Linked DNA regions of Hordeum vulgare: region 1 is linked to region 2. Evidence: chromatin contacts called from public Hi-C data. All regions are on one chromosome and are shown on one strand. The core of a region is the stretch at or near the end of the contact, and the rest is flanking DNA. Distances in the headings are between cores, read along the strand shown.

Region 1 (2,700 bases), core at 1-2,500, 200 kb after region 2:
GCTTCAGATGTACTGGTAGTCAGTACTGGACATGACAAGAGACAAACTGACTACATGTGCTAATTGGTAGTCAGTACTGAACGGACCGCCCAAGTACTATTCTCCATGTATATTTCATGGGAAAATTGAGCTAGTAAAGAAGACGAAGAGGCAACTAAATCAAGATCAATGATTATTGGTTGGTGAGTGGTCTCCAAATTCATTCTCATCAATGCATAAGTCCTTTCAGACTTCTCAGTACAAAAGCTAATTACAGCACAACTATCTCCATCATGAAAGTGCAAGATTGTTAGAAACATAGAATAAGATGGAACAAGAAAAGCTGACCTTCTGCAATCTCCTCCCACAAAGACAGCGTACCGTCGGCACAGACACAAGCTATAGCATCCCCGTAGTCCGGAGGAAGCCAGACGACAGCCACTACGGCATGCTCATGGGCCTGATCGCAAGACCGACAACATTACGAAACAAGTCTCACTTAGTACACAAGAAACACCAAAAGAAAGATACAATGGTTCAGAGATATATATGCTATTCCAACACCCATAGTACTCCATCTCGAGCATAATTTCTAGCAAGTGCCAATTTCACATCGGCACACTGATCTTTACAAATAGAACCATTCAACAGCATGTGCAACCAGTTTGGTGTATCAAGAATGCAGAAACACTGCAGTCTCCTACTGAAATATCCACACGCAAACTAATTACCGCATCCCAGAGCAATAACTTGGTACCCGTAGACCTACGCAACGAGCCACATGATTGACGTATTGTGCACGAAGAATCGAATGCTAGCAAAAGGCTCTAAACTTGCAGTAAATCTTGACGAACTCATGAGAAATTGGTCAGTACTAAACCACCCGAGTGGACGCGAAAGAACGAGACGCTGGGTGGGTGGGTGCCATATGAGGTTTTAGGGTTTCCGTCTTTAAGGTGGTGGACTGGTGGTGGTGCGGTAGACTGACCTGCCACTTGGAGGAGGGAGACGGCTGAGAATCGTAGACGGAAACGGACCCATCGACGGCGCCGGCGGCTAGGCGCCGGCCGCAGTGGTTCCAGCCGCAGCACGCAGCTCCAGGCCCCAACTGAGCCACCTTCTGATCCGCCATTCCCGCCTCCCTTCCTCACCTGAGAATAGATGTCGTGCTCCTCGTCGTCGTCGTCGGCGGCGGCGGCCAGAGCGTTCGCCTGCTCAGAGTTTTGCGCGGACCCGGTTGTTGTGTTCGGGGAGGAAGCCTGGCGGCCCAGGTAGACGTAGTTGTTTGCTGGGAGCAGTGTTTTTTTTAGGGGACTGGGAAGTCGTGGTGACACCGAAATGAAGGCCCATGAAAAGACGTTTTCAAATTCTAAAAACAACAATGAAAGACTTTTCCAATTCTAAAAAAATAATGAAAGACGTTTTCAACCTAGGACGTGGCTAGCGGGCGCTAGAGCGCGATGGGATCAAGCGCTCCTCTTAATATGGAAGGACTTGTCAACGCATTACAAAGTCCATATAAAAGAATCTTGTCCATACGTGCATTTATCTGGTGGCTCAAAAGTTTAAGAAACTATAACTTTTGATTTAAGTCTCAAAATTCAGTTTCGTTTTCACAGGTGGGTTTCTCGTAACGAATTCATTAAAACTAGATCTCATATCAATAGGTTTCGTCAAACTTTTTTAAGGCAACTTTGGATGCGATGGAGGCAACTTTAGTGCTAAAAGAAAGTGACTTCATTTTTTGCCTAGTAGGTCTGCGTATTAGGTTGGTTTGTTGAAAAAATCATGCAAAATATGAGGCGCATTTGGTGCTACATATAAGCGACTTCATTGCACTACGCGTATCAATGAATTTTGCTAACATTATCTCAATTTGCCTATCGTGATTGCTGAGTTGCCTACCACTAATGCCCAATTGCCTACAATACTATAAAAATTGGCCTACCGTTGATACCCAGTTGTGTTTTATTGGTAATTAGTTACCTATTATTATTGCTCAGTTGTCTAATTTTACAAATTAATTGCATAGAATATTTTGAAGTTTCTTATCACAAGCTAACTCATGTGTACTCTCACTCTAACTTGGTATCTAGACAAAAGCAACCACATATGGAGAAGTTCAAGTTCATCATTGATGGGGTTATTGGAGGCAAAAACAAGGACAATGACTTTGAGATCGTTATGCACTCGAGTATCACATAGAAATCGTTAGCAACTTTTAGGGTGTTTTTGTACAACTCCAGTGCATTTAACAAGTAACTCGAGTGTGTTTTCCATTACTATATCTAGAGGTTTCAATGATTTTCAAGGGGAACTTGTGCAAAAATTATGAACAACTTGTGTATGTTTGTGGGCAACTGTGTGATCCACCCCTATGAACTTCTCATCACCCACACGCAACTTCTCATCTGCCCCCACTTATGCAACTAATCAACACCCATGACCTGGCTAGCCAACATACGTGCTTAGTAGTATTACGAGGGTACACCCTCAAAAGGAAAGCACAAGGAAACCACCCATGCCCACATAGCTTTGAAATTTGGAATCATGAAAGACATTTTAGATCCCGCAATTTGTTTTTGAGATTGTAGGCAAATTAAGTCCCTTGATGGACAACTTAGGTATCATCTTCCCTCACTATGCAACTGGTCCCCATGCTTTGAGCAACTCTTCACATCGTATGAGCAACTCATTCTCATCCTATGATCAACTACAGTA
Region 2 (2,812 bases), core at 155-2,654:
AAGCAGATCTCCACGTATAAGACGCAGAACGGACGGGCATGAACGCTGCGGTAGCCCGAGCTGCTCCAGGGGCGCGACGGCATGACGGGCGCGACAGTGACGAGGTGCTGGGAAAGGCAGGGGAGAAGGCGCGGCGAAGCGCGGGAAGGAAGTGTGACGGCGGCAAAGCGTGGGGATAAAATGCAAAAAGGAATGGGGCGGTTGAGAGCGCAACGCGAGATTTAGCGCGTGCTGGCCGACACCCATGTTGCCGTTTTTCATTGCACGCAGAAAAAAAATTAACGCGTTTGAGGGGTCATTTGAGGAGTCCGACCGTAGATGCTCTTAGTGACCGGACCGGTCCCTCAAATGACCACTCATATAACCCACATGAGAGAAGAAAAAAGTGACCCAATCGGACTCCTCATATTATCCCTATACGTCTGGCTGTCCGCGAACCTGTATATTCATCTCAAATATAAAAAAAATTTGAAGGTTTGCGGACGCGAATGCGTCTCGGTCCGCCATACAGGACACCACCCCATCCTAGACCATTTCTTTTTTCATCAATCATGTGCAAATGATCGGACATATAAGAAAATAAAAATAAAAAATGTAAATGTACAGACAGACAAACACAGGACAGGTTCGGTCGCTAATCGGGTGCGTTTACGGCCGTTTGAGTGCCGAATTTGTAAGTGGTGGATCAAGATCCTGTAAGTCCATGTCAAAACGGAAAAGAGAAGGGGGTTGAACTAGCATACCAGCGACGTCGTTGGGGCAGAGCAGGCCGAGGAGGTCGCGGAACCACTCCATCTCCATGTCAAGGTGCACCGTGTCTGCCCGAAACGCGGGCACTCCATTCTCCCAGAAGAAGTCCGGGCTCAGCGCCGTGGCGCCGGCCACGGCGAAGTTAGCCCCGCCGACGAAGTCCTCCGCGCTCCGCCCGCTCAGGTACGGTGGCACGAATGGCAGCCCCAGCGCCTCCGCTGCCCACACAGATTTCAAGTTAGTATGCATACTCTTGCTACCAAGCTGGCTGGTTGATGGATCCAGCGAGCCGTGTGGTCGTGCCGTACCGATGAAGTCGATGATGAGGCGGCCGTTGGAGGATCGGCCGGTGGCTTTGTGGAAGTAGGTCTCGCCATAGGGCAGCCTGGTCGCGGCCTCGTAGGAGTCGTTGCCGTAGAGGTAGAGCACGTTTCCCGTGTCCGCCAGCGAGTCTCCGAAGCTGAACACCCGCGGATAGCACGCCGGATCCGCCCGCGCCTGCGCCGCCGCCAGTAGCAGGAACGCCGCCGCCATGATCACCGTCACGGAGGCAGAGGAAGGCATAACTTCTTTTTCTCCCCGTGGCCCGTGGAAATGTAGGAGTTGTGGAAGGAGAATGGATCTACGGGGGCGCAAGGAAAGAAGGAAAGAAGAGGACGCGACGTTTTTACCAACCAAACTCACTTTCGCGGGGCCATCTGTGATCTTGATAGGCCACCCACAGATGACACGGACAGCGCTGAAAATTATCAGTGTGCCTCAAATGATTTGCGATTAGAGCACCCCTCGTATCCGTCAGTGATGGGTTACAAAAAAGATTTAACCAGACCTTTTCCGACCGACCGTATCCAGCCTAAATATAGTACGTATATAGGATGGCCCTCGCACTACTGCTTGATAGGCCTGACCTATCACCGACTGCACCATTGTCTAAAAAAAACCCACTCCAGGCGCCTTGCTTCGAACCCTAGCTCATTCTCTTCCTTCGTCTCCTTCTCTACCTCTTCGAACCCGATCCCATCGAGTAGAATGTCGAGTGCCGGCAGCCGCTCCGATGACTCCGACGTCGACTCCGACAAACTGGCCCTCCGCATCGCCTTGGAGCCCCGCCGCTCCCGAGACAGCGGAGCACGGATGCCGAAGCTGGACCCTCCCGTCCCGCGCGCAGCTCCGATAGGGCTGCAGAGTCCGCATCGGCCCCACACGATGTCCTCCTCCCACCGGCCATTGCTCCACGTGGGCAGCGTTGGGTCCTAGTGCCCGCATCGCCGGCCAGCGCCTGCATCGCCGGCCAGCGCCCGCACGCGCACTCCGGAATCGGAGGCATACGCCGCCCACCGTGAGAGGCAGCAGGCACTAAGACGAGGGGAAGCGGAGTAGTCCGCGTGCCGCCACCGCTGGATGCCGGCGGAGCCCGACGAGGAAGAACACGTTCTCGCATGGGTGTACCGCCAGTCCATCACGATGGCGGAGGCGGACGCTCGGCACCTCCGATGAAAGAATGTGAAGGCGCTCCGGCTAGCTATTGAGCAGTCGAAGCACGAGGTGAAGGAGGCAACGGAGGAGAAGGACCGAGTGGCGCGGTTGAAGCGGGAGCATGACAGGGCGATCCAACGGATGAAGGGCCTCATCGTCCTCTCCAACAAAGACTCCGACAACAACGACAACGGTAGCTCATCCTCCAACGATCAAGACCTTCCGCCAGCTGTGGACATGTACATTTGTGCCGGCGATCCAAAAGGCAAATGGCAAAGGTCCGACGAGGAAGTGGTGATCTGCCCAGTCCTCCCTACGCATTGTTAATATAGTTTTTTGGTGATGATGAACCATGTCTTGCGAATTCGATGATCTTTTAGGTGATGATGGATGTCCGTTTGTCGTAAATCTTGTGCTCGTTTGCTTCTGATTTTATTGTTTGATATTTGATCACGTAAATTATTTTGACGTGCATGTGTAATATGATTATAGAGCGTCGGATATAAGATACGAGATGTGAAGAGAGAAATGTGAGACGTGATTGGTGAGTGTGTGCGACACGTCCGAACATGTCAACGGGTGTTTG

Evidence for each region. A called contact is a pair of places that touch in the nucleus more often than the background predicts.
Region 1: a Hi-C map of seedling shows a contact between it and region 2, with 2.8 times the contacts expected there. The contact joins the promoter of LOC123443901 here to the promoter of LOC123443900 in region 2. A contact is called at or near these places in 3 of 6 Hi-C or Micro-C datasets (leaf and seedling).

What each region holds. Positions count from the first base shown.
Region 1 is chr3H:375,243,277-375,245,976 of MorexV3_pseudomolecules_assembly, forward strand. LOC123443901 (protein SEH1) reads right to left here and starts at 1,251. Exons shown (of 8, transcript XM_045120451.1): 1 at 968-1,251; 2 at 328-439. The coding sequence starts at 1,111.
Region 2 is chr3H:375,047,901-375,050,712 of MorexV3_pseudomolecules_assembly, forward strand. It overlaps LOC123443900 (GDSL esterase/lipase At1g28600-like), which reads right to left and starts at 1,405. Exons shown (of 5, transcript XM_045120450.1): 1 at 1,059-1,405; 2 at 744-968. The coding sequence starts at 1,314.